Regions from separate parts of the Mus musculus genome. Here all the other regions are linked to region 1. The links are chromatin contacts, called in public promoter capture Hi-C maps. All regions are on one chromosome and are shown on one strand. The core of a region is the stretch at or near the end of the contact, and the rest is flanking DNA. Distances in the headings are between cores, read along the strand shown.

Region 1 (5,695 bases), core at 897-3,396:
CTTGATAACTGGTTTTTAAAGAAGTCACCAGAAAGAGGGGGAAAAAAAGTCACCAAAATATATAAACACACTAAGATTTCTATAAGTATATTAGATAAAAAGAATCTGTAATCAGCACAAACTTACACTACTTGTCTGCAGCACTAGATTTAAAAAAATCTGTTAGTGACAGAAAATGCTGAGGGCTGTCACATGAGGGAGACATTCCAAAAGAATCTAAAAGATGGCAGTCAGCTCAGGCTTGCTGCATCTAAAGGTCACAGCCCTAACTCTAATGGTGTGACTGTAACTGGTCCATAATTCCAACTTGACCTAATTTGAACCTTCCAATGATTTCTAATAACTGGCAAGATTATGGCTTCATTCTATCTGTACAATCAGTAAGATTAAACCTTTTGGAGTACATTAATGCCATGGACCAGATTATAATTCTGGCAAGCACCTTCTAATTTCCAATTTAGTTTGATCATTTTTTTTTTGACACAAGTACAGGCTTTCTACTACAATTACTATAGAACCAAAATCAGTCACTCAATTCAGTCTAGGGACCTTAAAATTCTCACCACTGGATCAAGTCATCTCAGAATGTTGGGGAACCCCAGTCCCATGAAATAACTGTTTCAGGGAGAAGCCTTGCAAAACAATGATTACATTCATAACCAAAGAATGCAAGGAACAAGACTCAGGGCTGAGGAGATGGCCCAGCCACGGAAGACCCCTGTTAGTCCTACAGAGGACTGGGGTTTTGTTCCCAGCCCTCCTCTGAGTCTACGTTGACACTAGACACGCACGTCGTGATGTACATACATATACACAGGCAAACCACTCATACACATAAAATAAAATAAGTAAAATCATTTATGAGAGAAAATAAAAAAGCAAGCCTACGATCCACCTTCTTTAAGCCTGAGACGACTACGGAATAAAGAGCCGCGAGCCTGAATAGACTTAGATAAATAAATGAGTCTCTCTAAATCCGTTCTCTGTTCTCCACCAGAGAAATGAAAAAGTACAACTTAGCGTAGATGTAGATAGATCGTCAAGCATCTTATTAGGAGACTTTCCAGTAAGAAATAAAGCCAGCCTTCTTCATTCTGAGGTAAGGCGTCCCAACTTACTTCTTCCCAGACGGAAAATAAGGAGAAAAGAAACTTCATCTGGATCGGGCCTAAAGCCCCGAGGGGCCGCCCGCCTAGTGAGGGTTGAGAGTAACTCGTGGTGTTAGCCACCTCCCTGCTCCCAGCCAACTGGCCCCTCATCCAAACTGTTTAGAATCCTGCCTGCTAATGCTACAACCGAGAGTGGGTCACCACCCACCCGGGTCCATCAGATGAGGGAGGGCACAGCGCTGCGGTCTGCCCTAAGCCCTCCCAGCTGCAGGGGTTAAGCCCAACCCCCGCCTTTCTCCTGACCTTGGGGCGCCAGCAGCTCCCCGCCCCCGAAGCATCCCGTCCCCTCTCCGAGGCGCCTCGCTCGAAGGGAGCCATCTCTTCCAGATCGGCCATCCCTCCCATCCCCCTACCACCACCGCCCGCCTCAATTTAGGAAGGACCACACCGTCCGTCTCGTCGGGCCGAACAAACCTCATTCCGAAGCGGAAAGGGCAGAAGACGAAGAAAACAAGGAAAAGACGGAGAAGGGGCAGCCCTGGATTCCAGAGCGTCGCCTCCCTGGCTGCCCACGGGGTCCAAGTGTCAGAGGCGGCGCCACCTTCTCCCCTCCGCCTCCTCCGACCGCAGAGCAGCGCAGCCCAGAGCCTCGCACCACCACCCCGCCGGCTCCGTCCGCCCCTCGGCTCCAGAGCGCACATCCTCGGCCGAGGGGCCGCGGAGAAAGCGGGTTCCCCCCTTCCCTCACCTGGGGCGGAGGCGCTCGCTCATGGCAGCTGGTGAAGGCGAGCGACGCGGCGCCGCCCCGCGCCGACAGCGAACAGTCGGAGCTGTGTCCCGGCGCCCGCCACGCCCACCCGCACGGGTCTGAGCTCTGACCGCCGCCGCGCGGGTGGTTGCTGCGGGCGCTGAGTCCCCCTCGGGCCGACCCGGACCACAGCCACTTCCGGTGTCGCCTCCGCGCCTCCCCATGTCGCAGGCGCCGTGGTACTGTCCTCCTGCGGCTGCGCGGAGGCGGGACGCCGGCCGCGCTTTCCCATCACCGCGCACGCAGGAAGAGGCGGGTCCCAGAGGGAAGACTGACCGGGAACTTCCAGGACCCCCGTTTAGGTGTCCGGGGCAGCCGCCTGTTCAAAAACAAAACAGGACACGACGTAAAAGTCAAGCCAGATTTTAGATAAATTACATTATTTGACGATCATTGATACTTGTCTCTGCGTTAAGCCTCTCTAAGGTGAAAATTTTAAAAAGAACCAGACGAGCTCCATCAGGCACAGACGCGGACGGCCACAGGCTCAGGGGTCCTCTGGTTGGGAAGGTGTTGGTGGGCTCCGGGTTCTAAGAGTGTGCGGCGTGGAACTTCGCGTCTCCGAACGGTGCGGAGCCCGTTCCATGGAGTAGCTAAGGGCTGGGCTATTTTTCCGCGACCTTTGTTGCAGGTCAAGAGAGGAGTGCGGAACAGGCGAACGGGATAACGGAGTTCCGTACCGGGAAGGGCCACGCCCACCTGCTGGAAGAGGCCGGACCGAGAGGTGTGGGGGAGACCGGCAGGCGTGGGAACGCGGCGGTGTGGACGGAGCTGCCTCGCGGCTGGCGAGGTGAGCTTGATCAGTGGCGAATCGCGAGGTCCCTGCCCGCCGTGAGTTGCGCACACCTGTCATCCCCATTCTTGGGAGGAGAAGCTGCAAGACCAGGAGGTCAGAATCATCCTCGACTGTGTAACAAGTTCGAAGCCAGCCTGGGCTACTTGAGACCTTGTCTCCCATGTGATCTCACCACCACCACCAGAATACGTGTACTCTAAGACTTGGGGAAGTCTTAACTTTGGTTGTCAGACGCATTCCCTTTTCTCTGTCAGGAGCATAATCCAGTTCTTTGTCTAGGACTCAGTACTATCAGCTCCCCACCTTACACAAACTGATATTCAGAGTTTCTGCCAAACGTGAACAGTGATCCATAAGCATGGGGGTCTTTAGGAGAGTCGACAAGAGGTCAGGCAGGAAAACGAAACCCCTGTTAAAGTGTAGGGTGTAGAGTCTGGCGTAGTAATGCACGCCTTTTAATCCCACTACTCAGGAGGCAGAGCAAGCTGATCTATGTGAGTTCAAGGCCATCCTGGTCTACCTAGTGAGAGTTCCAGGGAAGACAAGGCTACCAGGTAAGACCCCATCATCTCAAAAAAGTCTACCGTTAAAACTGGAAAGTCCAACCGGGCGGCGGTGGCGCGCGCCTTTAATCCCAACACTTGGGAGGCAGAGGCAGGCGGATTTCTGAGGTCAAGGCCAGCCTGGTCTACGGAGTGAGTTCCAGGACAGCCAGGGCTACACAGAGAAACCCTGTCTCCAAAACAAAACAAACAAAAAAACTGGAAAGCCCATGTATTGTCTTTGTCGTGTGCCCTTCAGTGCGGCAGTGCATTCTCACTAACAGAAGACTTATGGTGCACTCGGTGGGAAACAGTTTGGGTGTGCCTTTTATGAACGATAAAGTAATGGTTGCTTTAAACAAATGGATTTTTATCTTGTAAAGTGGTTTCAGACTCAGGGTTTGGGGGGTTTGTTTGTTTTTTATTTTTTTTAATCTATTTACTGGCCAGGAGGTATTTTCAGTCACGGTATTAAATAGTTATAGTAAACATGTTTATTCGTTCAACAAATGTCACATACCAGCGTCAGTGGTAGAGGTGTGTCTGCGTGGGCATTGATGGAGAGACAATCTCCCTGTGTAGTCCAGGCTGCCATTAAACCACCTTAGCTTCCTCAGAGCATTCAGGGGTACACAATATGCTTTGTGGTAGTAGATTTTGAGAATGGAGTCATCCCCAGGAGAGATGGTTCCTGGCCTTTGGAATTTTAAAGATGTAGTAATAGCTCACAGGCGAGCTTTGTAATTCAACCCTCTCCTTTCCCAACTCCAGAGAATAACAAGAGATAGATATAGTGTGTAATGTACTTTTTTTTTTTTTTGGTTTTTTTTGGGGGGTTTTTTGAAACAGGGTTCTGTCCTGGAACTCACTCTGTAGACCAGGCTGGCCTCGAACTCAGAAATCCTCCTATGATTATATATCCATATACATATGAATAATCAATTATATTACAATTTATAACTTAAAAATGGAGATCATACCCATCTGTTTATTGGTTTTGTTTTGTTTTGTTTTGTCTTTTTGAGACAGGGTTTCTCTGTATAGCCCTGGCTGTCCTGGAACTCACTCTGTAGACCAGGCTGGCCTCGAACTCAGAAATCCGCCTGCCTCTGCCTCCTGAGTGCTGCGATTAAAGGCGTGCACCACCACGCCCGGCTCATTGTTATTTGTGTGTGTGTGTGTGTGTGTGTGTGTTGCTATATTAATCTGAGCAGAGATTCAGATTCATTTCTCCTGAATGAGGGGAAACCCTCCTTTATTTATTTATTTATTTAGGAGACAGGATCTCATAAATCTCAGGCTAGTCTACTGACCTGGCCATCCTGTCTCTACTTCAGGGTGCTGGAATTGTGAATGTCTACCATACCACAGTATCGGGTTTTATGCAGTGCTGGGGATGGAACCCAGGTCTTCGTGCTTGCCAGGTCGACTGAGCCACATCCCCAGCTGATAAGAGTTCTCCTGAGTCCTTACACCCCAGTGAATCTCGCTTGTGTAACTTTAGAAACGTTCAAACCAGTTTTTGCACCCCCATGGATGTCATACTTCCTTGTTCCAGCCTTAAAGAGCAGGGTCAAGAAGAGTGGGTGTGATTTATTGAAGAATTCCTGAAAATGGGAGGGGCTCTGAGGGAGGAATGCCCACCTGGTGGACCCCTTTCACCTTTTTACTAAGTGTATGTCTATGTGCCTGCATGAGTTTGTTATATATGTGCACACTGTGTCCCAGCAGGTCAGAGGACACCAGACTCCCCCAAAAGGAGAATTATAGGTGGTCATTGTTAGGTCTCAAACCCAGGACAAATGGTGCCTATTTAACGTGTCATAATGGACCTGGCCTCCTTGTTTCCTAGCATCCCTCATTCCCTACCAGTTACAAGGTATGGCTGGCATACCCCTTCCCCTAGCCTGAGCTTCTCCCAGCTGCTCTTCCCCATGGAATCCATTTATTTTGTGAAAGGCAGGCCCTTTTGTCTCTGCCTTTCACTCTTGTGGCTCCGCCTTCTCCCCTCCCCTACTCTTCCCACATGACCCAGGCTCACATCCACTCTGGACTCTCCCAGATGTCTTTGCCTCTAGTTATGTGCTCCCTTTTAAAGGCTCTAAGTAGATTTTTTTTTTCTTAATCTTTAAGGTTTTGTTTAATTTTGTTTTTTAACAATTTTATTGAACTCATGTAGCCTCCACTTGACATAAATAACAAAGTCAAGTTCTGGCTGACATTTTTAATGTCTTTTCCTCTAAGCATTAACTTACTAGATGTTAAGTCTTTTGGTTTTGTGTTGCTTTGTTTTTTTGTTTGGGTTGTTAATGCTTTTTATTTTATTAATTTTTTTTTTGAGATGGTCTCACTATGTGTAGCTCTGGCTGTACTGGAACTCACTATGTAGATAAAACTGCATAGTGAACTTGAGGCCAGCCTGGGCCTATCTTAAGCAGAG
Region 2 (5,695 bases), core at 2,038-4,537, 950 kb after region 1:
TAGGGGATGGCACCACCCACAGTGGGCTGGGACCTCCCACATCGATCACTTATTGAGAAAATGTCCTGCAGGCTTTTCTGTAGCCTGATCTTAAGGAGGCATTTTCTCAATTGAGGCTCCCTCCTTCCAATGACTTTAGCCTCTGTCAAGTTGACATAAAACTGCCCAACACTTCTAATTACCTTTAACTGTAAACACGGCCTAGAGTCACCTGAGAAGGGAGTCTCAACTGATGGATTTCCAGGATTATGTCTGTGGGGATTTGTCTTGATTATTAACTAATGCTGAAGTTAGTTAAAATTAATCAATTAGAATGGTGGGCAGCACCATTCTCTATGTAGGTGGTCCTGGGCTGTGTAAGAGAGCCAGCGAGTGCCGGGAATAATTGAAAAAAGCATTTAATCTCAGCACTGGGGAAGCAGAGGCAGGTGGATCTCTATGAGTTTGAGGCAAGCTGATCTATATAGTGAGTTCCAGGCCAGCCAAGGGCTACATAATGAAACCCTGTCTCATAGGTAGGTAGATAGATGGATGGGTGGATGGGTGGGTGGGTGGATGGATGCATGGATGCATGGAGAGATAGATAGATAGATAGATAGATAGATAGATAGATAGATAGATAGATGAAAGAAAGAAAGAAAGAAAGAAAGAAAGAAAGAAAGAAAGAAAGAAAGAAAGAAAGAAGTACTAAAGTAGAGAAAGACAGTTAAGCAGGAGCTTGGAAGTCAGCAAGCCAGCAAGCAGCTTTCCTCTGTGAGTCCTGCCTTCAGGATCCTGTCCTGAGTTCCCACCTTGGCTTCCCTCAGTGATGGATTGTGACCTGGAATTGGGAGCCAAATAAACCCTTTACTCCTAACGTGGCTTTTGGTCGTGTTCTGTTACAGCGATGAGTTAAAGTTAGAACATAGGTGAAGTCATGCATTTGTTCTTGCTTTCATTAGACAAGGTCCAAATGTGTGTGGGTGGATGCTGGGTCACCCTGGGGAGGTTAGAATGATGCCAGTCCCATCTCCCCTTCACCACAGGCTCCCTGTGGTAGGTCCGTTCAAGGTGAATAACTCGTCAGCATTAACCTAGCAAAGATGTGGGCTGGGGCTGGGGCAAAGGTGACGCTGGTGGCTTAATTAACGTGACCTCACTATTAGGTTTCAAGGAACAGTCAGGCTGAAGCATCCAAGGGTCCTGGGACTGGGGTGTCGAGAGTTGCCCAGAGCAGAAAGCAGTTCCATACCCATCCTTGGAGAGGACTTAGACTCTCTCCCAGGGAAATCACTTGAGAGTCTCCAGAGGGAAGAGCTATCCTCGTCACCGGCAGCAAGCACTCCAATGTCCTTGTGTTGACCTTCAGCACAGCTGCCCTTGCTCCCCATCAGGTCCCATCTCCCCCCTAGACATTTGCCCAGACTAGGCCTCTCTCCCTGCCTGAGAACTTCCCATTGGAACTACCGGCCCTCAGAAACCTCGTTAGGACACTAGTTAGAGTGATCAGCTAATTCACAGCGAAGTGTTAGCAAAGGAAAATGGTTTACCCATCCTCAGGGTATTTTATTTTAATGGAGTCTTTGGTTGACAAATATTTACTGAACAGTCTATTACATGCAAGAAACTATGTAAAATTCCTAGGGGGAGCCAGGGCCTGACCTAAATAAATCACAGTCTCTAATGACGGAACTTGAGACTCTGTGGGGAAGCAACCAGGGGAGGCAGCAGATAACCTCTCTTATCTCTGTGTAAAGCCTGAAGCTTGTGATCTCCGGCCACCGTACTGCAATAGGGGCCCGTAGCCGTCACCACCCTGAGTGGAGACATTTCTAGGACTGCCCTTGGGGGCTCAAGAGCCAATCCCTGCCTTACATTTGAAGATTCCTAACTCTTGCACTGAAGAGCCGGGAGGAAAGTAAGTGTTGGGGTGTGGGGTGGGGATTGGGCTCTGTTCCTCATCCTCTGATGAGTATACTGGGGGCCTCCATCATTCTTCTTACTCCAATGTCCCTCTTCTGCCTCCATCTCTACAACCTCCATTTGGTACATTTTCTGGGAGCCTCTGGAACACACAAAGCTCTACCAGGAGTGAAGCTTGGGGCACACGGAAGTGTTCCAGGGTGTCGATGTGGCCCATGCTGTGATGCTATGTGAGGTGGGTTCTCCCCAGCTTTTGGCTGTCTTTCTCCTCTCCCCTCCCTCCACATCTGACATTGTCTTTCCTTTCTCTCAGCCAGGAAGCAAAAAGGCTCCTAAAGCCTGATTGCCCAGCTCCACCCTCTCCTTGCTGACAATGTCACGTACACACACACACACACACACACACACACACACACAGTTGTCTGCAGTTGGACTGGATGGAGGTAATGTGGTTCTGAACTCCAGGGATCCTCAGACGACTCACTACATAAAATATACGGAAACTCTTAAATAGACAGTGGCATCCACACTCACCCCGCAGGCACTTACCACCAGTTAGAACTTCCCTTGCAAGAGGCCATCCCCAGCTCCGTCTGTTAAGAAACACTGACATCTAGTGGCTGAATGTGGGACCTGCAGCAACGACTTGCCTTCCAAGAATAGGGTCCGTGGCTGCAAGAGCTGACCCCTCCCATGCCTCAGGACTTTCTAAACAGCAAAGAAACCCCAGCCCCAGCCCCCACCTCATGCTTCTCTTTGATGTTTTCATCCCTCCCCCTTCTGAAAAGCCCCCAGGCTCCCCAAGTACTATGAGAGTCACGAACCCCTGTTAAAATGGTCACGTATGCCTGGTTCTTGCTAAATGTATCCCAGAAGCTTACCGTTGAAAAGAGAGATGTCATAAATGAAACAGGCCGTGGATAATCCACAAAGTGAGTCATTAGGTGCTGAGTTTAAGCCCATGTGCCAGAAGCCACGCAGCGCTTCCAGCTCAGCACCACCGAGGGGGCGGGGGGGGGGGGGGAAGCAGACAGTAAAGTGAGCAAGGCTGTTTTCCCCACCAGCTGCCAATCATCCATCTGACAGCCTTGCAGGCATGTGGACCACAGCTGCTTACTCAGCGCTCCAGGTGCCAGGCAAAGCACTGGGCAATCAACAGTGTACAGTGCGTGTGCGTGTGTGTGTGTGTGCGTGTGCGTGTGTGTGTGCGTGTGCGTGTGCGTGTGCGTGTGCGTGTGTGTGTGCGTGCGCGCGCGCACGCGCGTGTACGTGTGTGTGCGTGCTCGTGTGTATGTGTGTACGTGTGTGCCTGTGTATCTGTGTGCTGGGGAAGGCTGCACAAAAGGAAGGATGTGCACAGCGTGAGTCACTGGCAGACATAAGCAAGTGAACCATAAAATAATCTAAATTCATTTATTCAACAAATGCTTCCAAGCACCTGCTGTGTAAGCGTGAGGAGCTGCCTCCCTCGCTGCATTGGGCTTCCTTCCACCCTCCCGCCCAGCATCTCCGGAGCAAAGTCCACCTCTTGAGCCTCCTTGCCTCCAACTGACCTACATTACCTCAATATTGTCTTTTCTCTACACAGCCCTACAACCCTGGGACCCAGCACACAGGAGGGGCCTGGTGTGTGCTTATTGGAGACATTAATCTAGTACAGTACCTACCCAGAGTGGAAACTCTTCGAAGAATGTTCCCCATGGCTGGACACCCCAGCCCTCCTCATACACGCCCACTGATGGGCGCTCATCATTCCCTAGATGGTTAGCCAGACCTGGCCTCTGAGGCAAGAAACACAAGCACACGTTGGATTTCCCTTCATGGCTCTTCAGGTTCCCCGCCCCCTCCCATCCTTCTGCTCCTATCTGCCCACTGCAATGACCACAGATGACCTCTTCCTACACCCCAACTACCAGCTTGCTTTCTTGTTAATTTTGGTTTTGGTTTCGTTCGGTTTCAAGTCAAGGTCTCTCACCATATAGCCTTGGCTGTCCTGGAACTCACTATGTAAACTAGGCTGGCCTTGAACTCACAGAGATCTCCCTGCCTCTGTGCTGGAATTAAAGGCATGCACCACTACATCCAGCCCCAGTTTCTTTCTTGAGGCAGTAGGGGAGGTGGCCACAGACCCTACAGCGAGACCCTACAGCAAGATCCCTCAAGGCTCTCTGCTCACTGGAGTGATGTCGCCCCACCTCCCAGTCCCCTTTTGCTTCAACTCTCCTGGGAAATATCCAAAGCCCTAGGGTGAGTCTGCCTGGCCAGCTCAGACCCCATTCCCCTCAGAGCCACTCCTACAGCCTGGGACGACACATGTGATTGTTCAGAGAGGTTACACGTCTTACCCTGTGGCCAGGGGGACAGGAGAAAACCCACTACAATTACCAGCCCACCTGCCTCATGTGGACTGGGGGAGGGATAGTTTCCCAACGGAGAGAGGGTATGTGACCAGGAAGAGAGGAAAGATGTAGAAGGGAGCAGGTGACTGTGTCCCCCAAAATGCATGTTCACTCAGATCCTCAGATGAACTCCCATTTGAGAGGAGAGTTTGTGGGTGTTCTGTGGATATGGGGCAAGAGGAGCTCGTCTCGAGTCAGTGTGGCACTAGATCCAGCCACAGTCCTTATATCAGGGCAGCGGGAGGGAAGGTGGCCATGTTTTCCTGGAGGCAGAGAACTGAGCAACAAGCCAGGGCCACCAAAAGCTCAGAGAATCAAGGAAGGGTCCCCACCCCACCCACACCCCCCTCACTATCCCCCCACCCCCACCCCCCAGCCCCATCAGGAAGCTCAGACCTGCTGACAGCTGAATCTCAGACCTCAGGCCTCTAGGAGAGAGACAAAATCCACTTCTGATATTGCAGGCCAACTTAGCGGTGGTTATTTTCTGGCGGCGCTGGGAGGGGCACAAGCTGGTGGGGACTCCAGGTGGCTTCCCAGAGTGGCATTTGCAGCAAGCAAGCTTGCAGCCTTCAGCTCAGCCACTGGGGTTGCCTAGCGGGGAGATTTTTTAAACTCCTAGCCCATTCGGATAATGTCTAAATAAGCAGAGAAATCTTGCGAGCATGGTACCTCAGGCCTATAATTTCAGCATGGGTGAGGCGAAGGCAGGAAGACTAGAGGTAGTTCAAGGCCATCCTAGGCTACAGGGTGGATTGATTCCAGGGCAGCCTTGACAACAAGGACGCTCTCTGTCTCACAAATAAATAATAAATCCCTCAGTGGAATTGACCTATGACCATCTCGCTCCCCTTCACATTTGATAAATTAGGAAAACCTGGAGTGTGTTGTAGTCACTCGGGGGACCTAGAAACTGTCAAGGAGCCAGACCTCCTGGGCCATGGGGAAAGCACACAAGAGCAGGCTGGGTTTGGTTTTTTTTTTTTTTTTTTTTTTTGGTTTTTGGGTTTTTGTTGTTGTTGTTGTTGTTGTTTTTGTTTTTTGGGTTTTTTGGTTTTTGCCTAAGACTATGACAGGGTCAGGAAGACAGGGTCCCCTGGCTGGGTCTTCACTCTCCTTGTCTAATTTAATTGTCTGAAGTTTGAAAAAGCGCAGACACCAGCCAGTCTTTTCTCCTGCCTCCTGAACCCTTCACTCTCTGAGACATCGTCTCTTCTCTATTATGGTTTTCAGGACAGGGCCACACTGGCAATCGATCTGCCACCTCCCGCTGACTTGACTGTGTAGAAGAGGGAGCAGAAGACAAAGTTATGTGTATCGGGCCCGGAGTGCCTGCTGTAGACAGAGAACCGGGAGCCCAGCTGCTTGCTCCACTGGCCCCGCCGCGGCCCACC
Region 3 (5,695 bases), core at 1,732-4,231, 860 kb after region 1:
AGCAGTCCCTCCTCATGATGAAGAGACTTCACCCCATGATATCTGTGATGGCTCTTCTTAGTTGTCAACTTGACTACATTTGGAATTAAAGAAAATGACTGGGCACACCTGTAAGGGACTTTTTCTTTCTTAATTAAATCATTTGAAGTGGGAAGACATGCTTCTAATCCAGGTCTTTGAGGTGGGAAGGTCTGCCTTTAATCTGGTCCACATCAGCCGCCAGCCTATGAAAGAACAGGAAGGAGGGCGGTTCCTCCTTTTGCCTGCTTGTTCTCGCTCTCATTCTCACTAGCAAGCCCATTCCTTCACTGGCATCAGAGCCTACTTCTTCAGGATTCCGGCATATGCTGAAGTCCAGCTGAGACATCCAGCCTCATGGACTGAACAGCTACTGAGTCCTTAAACCTATCGTTCATAAGCAGGACTAGCTGGACCACAGCCTGTAAGCCATTCTAATAAATCCCCTTTATATACAGAGAGATCCAGTCTATACGTTCTGATCCTCTAGAGCATCTTGACTGATACCACATCCCAGGTGACACTATGACAGATGCTGTGGTCTCTGGTCAGAATGCTTGGCTCAGAGGTGGACTGCGGTCCAAGACAGCCAAGCAGAGTCTTTTCTGGGTCAACTCTGTTACTATGTCGGAAAAAAAAAAATTACACTTTGGAGAGTCCAAGAGCTGTAATAAATGTGGATAGAGGCACCAATAGGCAGAGAGGCTGTTGGGGCGGATAATGAGAACTGAATTTTATACACAATTTAGCTGTCAACTAAGTCTGGCTCTTTAAAAAGGGAAGTCTTTAAAGATCCACAAAGGGGTCATCAGGATGGCTCGGTGGGTAAAGGCACTTGTTGCCGAGTTTGACAACCTGAGTGTGATCCCTGGGACCCACACGGTGGAAGGAGAGAACTAACTCCCCCGAGTTGTCCTCTGCCTCTCAGAGACGATGCTATCGTATATGCTTCTTCCCTCGTCTACGAGAAATAAATAAAAATTAGGGGAAATCCCCACAAGACCGGTAAAGTCGTTTTAAGAGGAAGAAATGGGTATATATTTAATATTAAATATTTCTGGGTATGAAGTTGAGATGCTGAGAGTTCCAATTTGCAAATTCACAGCTCTTCCTATAAAATTATGTCTCCGAGTTAAGAGGTGTCGAGGGCAAGTGGGCATTTAAAGTACAGAGAGAACTTTAACAGCTTTCGCTTCTACTGAGTGTCTTTTGCATATGGGGTAGGAGATGGTATAAAAGGTCATTCATAACTATCTTTTTAAAGGTCATCTTTATTGCGATTGAGCAAAGTGCACACATTTATTTTTAAAATACTGTGCACTGGAGTTTCTGGCAATGGGGGTGTGGCAGCTGGCAAGGTCACTCTTTAAGTCTCACTAGCCCAGGCCGTAGCAAAGCTATTCCCTCCAAGAATCTCAAGGTCCCAGGTTCTTTTAGTTGAGACTTTTGTGCTCACAGAACAACTGTGTGCCAGGGTGTTTTTATCTTGACTGACTTAGACTATGCATACCCTGCCATTGGTCTCATCCATTAAACTGCGCCAGACCAATCACCAACAGTGACACCATGTGGTCGTGAGAAGTAATTGCAGTAATAGAAGACTAGATAGCCTGTTAGCCAAATCTCAGATCACAGAGCAGGGCTGGGTGTGAGTGCTGACATCCTCTGATGAATCAGTGTGAAAGGGGCCATAAGGGGGACATTTGGAGTATTTTGAGGATTTTGAGGATTCTGGTTTAAAAAAAAAAATGGAGGGAAAAGAAAAATCTGTACTCTGCATCCCAGAGTGAACAGCACATTTGGTTTCCAGAAAGCATCCAGGACAGGACAGCAGTTAAGGGTCAAGAGGTCTGGGGAGTTGTAGAGCTGGCTCAACATTAAGATCATGTGCTACTTGTGGTGGTTTCAAAAAGAATATCCAATAAAGATACAGGCTCATATATTTGAATTCTTGGTCCCCAGTTAATGGAACACTGTGGGAAGGATTAGAAGGTGTGGCCTTGTTGGACATGTGTCACTGGAGATGAGCTTTGGGATTTCAAAGGCCCACCCTATTCCCAGTTAGCTTGGAGCCTTCCTACTATCAGATGGATGGTCCACCACAGCATCCATTTGGTGAGTGAGATAAGAGGAAGTCTCCTGCTTCAGTGCAGCAGGAAGAGCCCTGCTGGGAAACTCAGATGGTGCTCATGTAGGTTGCCAAATCCAGGGGCACTTCCAGACCACCTGCAAAGCAGCTCTTATCCCCCACCCCCACCCCACCCCTAGGTCCTGCTGGAGCACACTCTTGACTTCCACCTGAGCACCCACACTAACCCTTCTCTTGAGAAACTGCAGGGCTGTGGACCATTGGAGGAAGCCTGATAAGGTTGAACTAAAGCCCAGGAGGCCTTGAAGGGACGGTAGGAACTTTGCCGGCTCCTGGCACCAGGTCCCTATCACATAGCTGCGGCCTCCCCACAGAGAGATTTGTGGCCCACAGTCAGGTACGGACAACACCCCAAGCCCTTCCACTAGTAGATGAGGCATCCCTAACACCTCAGACCAAAACAATAGGCAAAGAGACTTGATCTGTGGTCACATAGGCTCATGACAGCATTCTCCATGCTAATGAGATACCTAGAGGCCTGGAGGGCAGAGCCAATAAGTTTCCCTTCCTACACATTCTTCACCACCAAACCTGCCACCAAACTAAGGACTCTCCCCACTGGGACAAGCTGAAACGCCCCTTCTCCCCGCACCCCCCCACACACATACTTCAAACTAGACCCAGCCCACTGGCCCCCATTTCTTTCTCAGCTTTTCCGTGACTCTCAGCAGCGCCTGGATGTCAAAGACCCTGAGAACCCCACAGCCCCGGCTTCATTGAAGGCCTGGGGACTCCTGGACCAGCTCTGGCTTTCCCACCCCCACAGCGGTGCCTCGGCTCCTCCCTACAGCCCAGCATCTGCGTGGGATAAGCACAGTCAAACTCCCCACCTTCTGCCTCTCCAATCAGCCGCGCCCTATGGCGGAGCGGACACAGGCCTCACCCTGTGAAACTACAAGTGAGGCAGGACCTCGAAAATGACGATGAGAAACGTTGGGGTCAGACAGTTTGAGCTTGAAGGAACTTCCGGAAGTTTCTCTAGGTATCGTAGCTGACAGACAAGGAACCCCAGGTCAGCAGGGAGGTCACGTCAAACAAGCCTCTCAGGGAAATGAGAACCATGGTGGGCGGAGCTAACCTCAGTTGACCTGGCTCACCCAGCATTCTCATTTCTGCCCCTCCTCCTCCTCCCAGCACCACCTTGGCCAAGGGCCCCTCTTGGTACAGCATGACCAACTGTTGGCAGCCGAATGAGGTAAATGAGCAGACTGACATGTTAGAGGCCCCTCTGCTCATCCCTCCCACCCTCCTGAACAGGGCTTCCAGGATCTGAGCCCACAGGGTAATCCCCCCCACCCCCACCCCCCACCCCCACCCCCCGAGTTTCCAAATACCAGGCGCACTCTGGAAGCTCTGGCGGCAAGAGTGCCGATTGTGGGGATTTGGGTTGAGCTGGGAGAAGGAGCCAAGGGACCAAGGTCCAGACTTGGTTTCCCAGGGGATTGGCTGGGGATGAAATGAGCTTGGTGTGTCAAAGCTGGATCCAGCTCAGAGATAAACCCCTTCCTTAGAGGGAGAATAGACAGCTGTTTCAGAGGAGAGTTTACAGGGTGTGTGTTAGGGCTTTTCAATGCTCTCTTCCCAAGTCGTCCTGTCTTCCCAATCCTTTCATTCCCCCCTCTGTCTCCATCCTTATCCCCTTCCCTGTCCCCTGTCTGGTCCCGTCCCCATCCCCCATCCCTCGTCGTCCCCCCCCCCCCCCCGACTCCCGTCCCCGTCCCGCCCCCCCCCCCGACTCCCGTCCCCGTCCCGCCCCCCCCTCCCATCCCCGTCCCGCCGTCCCCCCCCCCCCTGCATGCTTCTCCTCTGACAAGCAGCTAAGCAGGAGTGTATCAACTTGGCCTGCTAATTAAGTCTGGCCTTGCAATATGTTCTGGGGAAGACTGAAGATCAGAGGGGCCAGACACCTAGCTTAAGTTCAGGGGCCACATCACCTCTGTAACTGAGTCCCTTACCGGCCAGGCAAGCCTACACAGCTCTAAGTCTCTGCATTCTGATTTCGCCGCCTGCAAAACAGTCAAATGGCTTCACCTATGCAGAGATTTTCCTTGTCTTTTAAACATGTGTGGGCATGGTGGAGTGGGACAGTATGTGCACGGGAGTGTGGGTAACCCCTCAAAGGCCAGGGGTGTCCGATCGGTGGGTCGTGAGATGCCTCAAATGGGTGCTGGGTTCTGAACTTTGTCTCTGCAAGAACAGCAAGTGCTCTTAACTGCACTTAACTCTCCAGCCCCTCTACCATCTTTTCTTGGAGGGAGGGAAGGAAGTAGGGAGGGAGGGAGAGAGAGAGAGAGAGACTGTCTCTGTTTCTCTGTGTCTCTCTTTGTGTCTCTGTGGGGCGCTCTCGCTCTCTCTTTCTCTTTCTCTCTCTCTCTCTCTCTCTCTCTCTCTATATATATATATATATATATATATATATATATATATATATATATCACTGTGTATGTGTCCAGATATCAAAAGCAAGTGTCTTTCTCAGTCACCCTCCACCTTAGTTTTTGAAACAGGGTCTCTCACTGACTTTGGCTCACCTCTGGCCTGTGAGCCCCAGGGATCCGCCTGACTCTGCTCCTCCCACCACAGGGGTCACAGCTGCATGCTGCTGCACCCAGCTTTTCACTCTGCCCACGAGACCCACGCTCAAGTCCTCGTGTCTGCATAGTGAGCGTTTACTTTCTAAGCCACATTCCCCAGACCCATCTCAGGCTATCTTAAAAACAGCTCAGTTTGCTCGGTGACATGCCAGGCTCCGTCCTCTGTGTATGCACCCCACAAATGGCAGTAGAGCCTCGAGCATACAATTCCAGCCCACTGTCTGCTCCAGCTCTGTACACTGCCTGTGGCTCAGTCTCCAGTCTTAGTTGTACATTTCACTTATGTCCAGACATTCACACCCTCTTCCAGTGCCACAGATGTTTGCACAGATGTTTGCATATACAAAATCTGACACATTGCCCCCACTGAGTATGCGCACGCACATGCACACACTTGCTGAGCAGAGACACATCCACACCTCTCCAGACCCCACCCACCAGACAGAGCCTCTTGTGGGGAGGCCCCAGCTGCTCTCCCTGCTCCAAGCAGATCAACCAGCCTCCATGCCTGAGAACTACATCCATCAGGGCAGTGTCAGAGCCCCCAGTGTGCGCTCAGCATCCCTCCATCCTGTCCTGGGTGTTGCCTCCTCCCACTCATGCTCCCAGAGCCCTGGCTCCATTGATTGGCCTTGCAGCTCAGCAGCCAGAGATGTGCCCCAGCTGGAGGAAAACACTTATAATTTATGGAGTGTCTGATTTTTAATCAGTTTTTTGTTCCTGTGCTGTAATTGTCCTAATTAGATATACATATTTTGATGAAGGTTTTTCCAAAATAAAAATTGTAATCGAATCTTGCTTGACATTCTTTACACCCACTCGTTCGCATCCAGACTTGCGCAGTAGCGGCCCTGAAATCAGGCATGGGGCTTGGGCGGCTCCATTCACCTTCTCTGGGCCACTACAGGGCCATTCTGCTAGCACCCATGAACCA
Region 4 (5,695 bases), core at 1,363-3,862, 760 kb after region 1:
CAGTTATCAGCTCCCCTGCCTGTTTGAATATGCAGGCTCCAGAAACCCAAGAAATCGGCAGAGGCCCTGGGGCTTAGAGAAGACTTGGCTGGACCTAAAAAGAAGTCAGCCTGTGGGGATGACAACTTTGGAATAACCTGGAAACACACGGGCACGGGCTCACAGACACACTTTCATTCATTCATCAAATATTTATGTCCTGCTTATTATGTTCCAAGTACAAGGCTAGACACTGAGAGAATGGAGTTGCAAGGAGCCCCAGGAGAGAAGAAAGCTGGCAGATACAGGATCGAAAGCTATCCTGGGAGTGAGAGTCGTCAGGGCAGGGGTGAAATTAGAATGGGAGTGCCAGACACAATAACTGTACACTTTTGCAGAAGCCTGGCTCTCTGGTGCCTGCCTGGGTCCTGAGTAAACCTGTCTGGCACCTACTGAGTCGAGAAAGATACTCAGTTGCCCCACCTCCAATCAAGCCCCGCCCCGCCCCGCCCCCCCCCCCCCGCCCCCGAAAGAGGCTGTCCTGGAAACACTCAAAACTTCACCCAGAGCTTCTACCTCCTTTCTGATTGGAAGTGTCCTCCGGTCCTACCCTGGAGGACCACTGCTGAGGGGAGGTAGCGGCCACTGGGCAGGACTGGAGTGGGGTTGAGTGCGGAGGGGGCAGGGAGTAGAGCGGGAAAGCAGATCACAGTTACAGCCGCTTTACTCTCTCTGCCCAGGCAGCGCCTAGTCCCTGGCACATGACGGTTTCATGTTTCCGAAGAGGAAGAGAACAAACGCAGAAGATAATTGTAGTGGAACGGCTGATAAGTAACGTTTGGTCTCCTTTTTACAACCATTCCCTAGGGCCCCATTATGGTAATTTTTCTTCTATAACTGGCAAATTGTATAACGAGTCAGATGATAAACCAGCAAGCAAGGCAGAAATTTGCATTTTAATACATCTGATGGTGCCATCCCCCACTTCAGTCTCTGAGGGGTCAGCACCCCTCTGATCCTGGGTCCCCTGGCACCATGCCCTCCCAACCCTCCCCTTGCTCTCAGTGAGCGACGCCAGAGCACTCAATAAATATAACATTTCAAGTGGAAGCCGGGAATCTGCTTTCTCAGATATTATGGAAAGTAAACGTAAGGCTGGGCCCTCGCACTGGCCAGCCAGGCCCTCCCCAGCTCCATTGCTTATTGAAGGCTATGCTCATCCAGGAACCTAAGCTGTGCCTCAGTTTCCTTTTCTGTCAAGTGTATTATTTTAATACCTATAGTAGGTTTTGCATTTACCTTTTCATTTCTCCCTTCGAAGTGCTAGAGAGGTGGCTCAGCAATTAAGAGTGCTTACTGCTTTCTTGGAGGACCCAGGCTCGGTTTCAAACACCCATATCAGGCAGTTCACCACCATCTCTAACTCCTGCTGCAGGAATCTCTTGCCCTCTAGCTTCCATGGGTACCCACATGTACACAGTGCACATAAATTTGTCCGAGTACACACACAGGCACATACAATTTTTTAAAATTGATAATGTCTTAAGACTTTCTTCTGTGTGTGTACAAAGTGTACATGTTCATACGTAAGTGCGTGCTTGTGTATATGTGTGTGGTGTGTGTGTCCAAACACACACACTCTTGCACACACATGTGTGCATGTTTTGTGAAGGCCAGGCCAATGCTGGGAGTCTTTCTCAATCATTCTCCAGCTTATATTATGTTTAGAGGCAGGGTCTCTCATTGAACCTGACGCTCATCACTTCAGCCAGCTTGGCTGGCTCTCAGCACTAGGGATCCTCTTGTCTCTGCCTCCCCAGTGCTAATGTGCAGCTGCTCACCACACCACCAGCCTTTTGATTCGGGTGTTGAGGATTTGAACTGAGCCTGAGCCCTCTCCCCAAACCTTATACTAGGCTCGTTAATGCCTGGTGGATAGCATTTGTGATAACTATTCATTATTATAATAAATATTATACCATTAATATTTATTGATAAATTGACAAGCATTTCTACATCTTATTAATGGAGATTAATATTAATAAATATTAATGCTATTAATTGTTGGTAAATATTAATGATCTAGCTGTGGTGGTGATGGCTATAACTACTACTGATAAATAATTAATATCATAGATAATACATGGCAGTGGTGCTAAGAATGGTGGGAAGACTCCTGGGTCTATGGTGCTGTGATTCTAGTCAAGACTTGTAATGGTGTCTGTCCCTGCTTCTCACACATCCGACTGCATTGATGCCACCACTTTCCCTTCAGACCCCAGGACTCCTGGAAGGGACTGGGGAACACGGTAAGCCAGGACACACACACACACACACACACACCCCAGTACTGTCCCAACACTGCCCTATTCACCCCCTGGAAAAATCCAGTTTCAGTAGTTCTAGAACCTTCCACCCACTTGACCTGGTAGAAAGGGTACCAACCTGAATCACGGGCTTGACCTTGAAGCTTTGTGGTATCTCCTGTCCCTGTCATATCAGGAAAGAGAGTTCACTTCCCATCTTCGGTGGGGAGCAGAATGGTGTTCACTCTTCAGGGCGGGCGGTGAAAGGGTTAACAGAGGCTGTGCCTGGCGCCCCACAGACACCAGTTGAACTTGCCAGTTGCTGACTGCAGAGGATAGCACTTGCAGCCCAGCCAGCTTCTCCAAGGTGGTTCCATTTGGCAGGGGCGGCCTGTCCTTTCATGCAAGAGAAGCTGAGTGCGATCCAGGAATGCCTGCCAAAACCCTGGGATTATTATCTTAGCCCCAGGAGTGAAGTCTCTGGGGATTGGCATGCCCTGTTGTTTGAATTTATTAGGCCCGGGCCCCTCCATCGGGCAGGTCAGAGGGGGAGAAACGTGTTGTCACAGTGAGGCTTTGTGGGAGTTATTTTTAGAACATCTCCAACTCTTCGGGCTCATCAGAGGTTCCAAATCAGTGCAGGAAATTGGTTTGTTTTCCAACGTGATGAGGTTTTTCAGTCCATCTCCCCGAGCTAGGATAGTGGCTGCTTTTCCCACACAAAATGAATCACAACTCATGATGTGGACGTGGGTAGTGGGATCAGATTTAGACCATTCAAGGAATGCACACTGACCACCTGTTATGTGCCAGATCTGATCTAGACACAACTTTCCACTTGTGCGGAACTTATGATGTTCCAATGTGGGAGACACAGGGGAGTGGAAACTGAAGAAGCAGGTAGGTGACAGGTTGAAGATGGGTGTTGGGAGAACACAGCGGGATTGGGGTGGGGGTGGGGTCCTGTTAAATCACCAGTGGGGGATATGCAGAGTAGATTGTAGGTCTCTGTTTTCCAGATCTTTCCTTTAACAGAGAATGGGACGTCCTGGCTCTTGGTAATGCCTCTCCCCTCACTCCACATGGCTCATTTGGGCTAATAGTATATGCGGCTCCATGATGCAGTGAAGACTGCCTGTGTTCTTGAGGCTGGAAGTGGCCTTGAACCTCTGACACTGACCACATGTCTTAATTACTTTTCTATTGCTATGACAAAACACCACAGCCAAGGAAATGTATTTTTTAAAAAAAATTAATTTGGGGGTTCATGGGTCACCATGAACAGGGAAGGTCACCATGGCAGGGAGCACAAAAGAAGCAGGCAGGCAGGCATGGCAGAGGAGCAGTGGGTGAGCACTTCCGTCTGACAAACAAGCACCAGGCAGAGGGAGAGCTATCGGGGAATGGTGTGGGCTTTTGAAACCTTTTCCAACAAGGTTGTTCACATCTTTTAATCCTTCCCAAACAATTTCACAAACTGGGAACCAAGCACTTGAATATAGGAGCCTTTGGGAACCATTCATATTCAAACCACAACACCAGGTATGCAAACATGCAAGAGTAGAGTAGACATAACTAATGTGCCATCCTGTAATACAGCCTGAACCAACCCAGGCCAGCCAGTTTGGGCCACCTCCAAATTGAAAAGCACAGCTATGACCTAAGACACCGTATAGAGACTCCATAGCAGGTCTACTTTAGCTCCAGATTTCAGAAAGATAAAATCAAGCCGTCTTACTAATCGGCCTTTTACTGGATGCCGTGTGGTGAATCTGCTTTCCCCTCATTCAAGTCCCTGGCTAGTTTGGCTTCCTTGTGTTTCTGGGACTAAAGTTCTCGTTCCTGACTGGTCACTGGGTAGGGTTTGCTCTGGGAAGCTAGGACTTCTGTGCTATTTGGATGTGGCCCTTATATCTCTGAAGCGGCAACAGAACATAGAAACCTCTCATATGTGAACGCTGACTCTCTGCCTTTGTTTCTGAGGGCCTTGTGCGATCACTCTGGTCTGCCTAGACAAGCTGCCTATTTTAAGGCCCGCTGATTACACCAGCCTAGGCAGCCCTTTTGCAATAATACCTAGGTCGAAGTTGGATTAGAAAACAAAAGGATGGGGGTCTTGGGAAACATTTTTAGAATTCTGTCTCTGGCAGCCCGCAAGCTGTAGTTGTGGGGATTGTTGGACGTGTATTCTGACAGCAGACATGGCATGTCAGGACAGGACTGAGGGAGAAAATGACCCCCGAGCAAGGATACAAGGATACTCTCCTTGCTCTCTCTCTTTTCAACCAGGTTGACTTGAGATACTCTCCATAGCTTTCCATAACTGCCATAATAAATTCCTACAAATCCAGTAGCTATAGACACACACACACACACACAGAGTCTTAGTTAGGGTTTTACTACTGTGAACAGACACCATGACCAAGGCAACTCTTATAAGGACACTATTTAATTGGGGCTGGCTTACGGGTTCAGAGGTTCAGTCCATCATCATCAAGGTGGGAGCATGGCAGCATCCAAGCAGACATTGTGCAGGCAGAGCTGAGAGTTCTACATCTTCATCTGAAGGTGGGAGACTGACTTCCAGGCAGCTAGGCTGAAGGTCTTAAAGCCCATGTTCACAGTGACACATCAACAAGGTCACACCTCCCAATAGTGCCACTTCCTGGGCCAAGCATATTCAAACCATCACACACACACACACACACACACATCTGAGCAAGGATACTCCTCTTGCTCTCTCTTTTCTACCAAGTTGACTTGAGCTTCTTCATTCGGCTCTAGCTAGGTCTTTGAACACAGTGCCTAGGACAGGGCAGAACAACGTGGTAGAAGCACTTGGTCTCCAAGGAGACACAATAAACAGAGAGACTTCAGTGCTCAAGACAACCACCCCACAAGCATTGGGTAGGAGAGAAAGGCACTTAGTTATTTAAACCACTGAAGTGGGGCTCCCACAACTGCACTGTAGTGGCATAGTCTTTTATCCTAAGACAAAGAATGTACTACAAAGTGAATAGCTGATGAATGCAGGATCCACCTTCCCCTGAAGTGTGTGGAAACTCTCAAGCAGTCAGTTTTACCAAATAAATCCTGAAACATTGCTTGGAAGAGACATGTGGCCCTAACTTCTGATGTTTGTAAATATTAAAGTTGGTTGTGTGACACAGAGAGCAGAGGATGAGCTGAGCAGTAGAAAACTAAGCAACAATGAATGGAAAGAGATGTGTTTGACTAAGGGCAGTCTGACTAAGAGCAGGACAGTGAGGAAGGAAGTCTGTAAAGGTCGAGAAAGGTGCAGGACAATGGATTGTAAGATCCAAGATGGCTGCAGCATAGGATTCTTGGACAGTTTGGCTGAATTGTAGAGCGGGGAGTTTTCAGTTCACTAGGAAGGATCTGCGAGGTGG

The links. Promoter capture Hi-C pulls out the DNA fragments that hold promoters and counts their contacts.
Region 2: a contact with region 1 is called in a promoter capture Hi-C map of hippocampal neurons, with 9 times the contacts expected there. The contact joins the enhancer-like site here to the promoter of Fam104a in region 1. A contact is called at or near these places in 15 of 39 promoter capture datasets (the 3T3-L1 cell line, 3T3-L1-derived adipocytes, the C10 cell line and 11 more), 5 of 484 Hi-C or Micro-C datasets (the AML12 cell line, frontal cortex, stem cell-derived neurons and 1 more), 17 of 115 datasets of contacts at active chromatin or transcription factors (the SCID.adh cell line, astrocytes, cardiomyocytes and 11 more) and 2 of 9 other capture datasets (embryonic stem cells and liver).
Region 3: a promoter capture Hi-C map of embryonic stem cells shows a contact between it and region 1, with 4 times the contacts expected there. The contact joins the enhancer-like site here to the promoter of Fam104a in region 1. A contact is called at or near these places in 4 of 39 promoter capture datasets (the HPC-7 cell line, embryonic stem cells, hippocampal neurons and 1 more), 4 of 115 datasets of contacts at active chromatin or transcription factors (astrocytes, bone marrow-derived macrophages, embryonic stem cells and 1 more) and 1 of 9 other capture datasets (embryonic stem cells).
Region 4: a promoter capture Hi-C map of pre-B cells shows a contact between it and region 1, with 5 times the contacts expected there. The contact joins the promoter of 4932435O22Rik here to the promoter of Fam104a in region 1. A contact is called at or near these places in 5 of 39 promoter capture datasets (the C10 cell line, the HPC-7 cell line, HPC-7-derived erythroid cells and 2 more) and 2 of 115 datasets of contacts at active chromatin or transcription factors (embryonic forebrain and fetal liver).

What each region holds. Positions count from the first base shown.
Region 1 is chr11:113,682,005-113,687,699 of GRCm38.p6, forward strand. Fam104a (family with sequence similarity 104, member A) reads right to left here and starts at 2,147. Exons shown (of 3, transcript NM_138598.5): 1 at 1,858-2,147. The coding sequence starts at 2,081. It overlaps D11Wsu47e (DNA segment, Chr 11, Wayne State University 47, expressed), which reads left to right and starts at 2,430. Exons shown (of 5, transcript NM_001361593.1): 1 at 2,430-2,707.
Region 2 is chr11:114,634,009-114,639,703 of GRCm38.p6, forward strand. No RefSeq gene overlaps it. Among named protein-coding and RNA genes, the nearest start is that of Gm31781, 11 kb to the left of the region's middle. Within about 2 kb of position 3,288, at least 30 of the 459 cell types and tissues checked have an H3K27ac peak or open chromatin away from gene starts, as enhancers often do. A contact at or near this core is called in the SCID.adh cell line, hippocampal neurons and trophoblast stem cells, where this site is marked.
Region 3 is chr11:114,539,125-114,544,819 of GRCm38.p6, forward strand. All of the region lies in intron 2 of Gm31724 (a long non-coding RNA gene), which reads right to left. Among named protein-coding and RNA genes, the nearest start is that of Gm39472, 53 kb to the left of the region's middle. Within about 2 kb of position 2,982, at least 11 of the 459 cell types and tissues checked have an H3K27ac peak or open chromatin away from gene starts, as enhancers often do. A contact at or near this core is called in embryonic stem cells, where this site is marked.
Region 4 is chr11:114,446,248-114,451,942 of GRCm38.p6, forward strand. It overlaps 4932435O22Rik (RIKEN cDNA 4932435O22 gene), which reads right to left and starts at 2,613. Exons shown (of 3, transcript NR_027643.2): 1 at 2,425-2,613.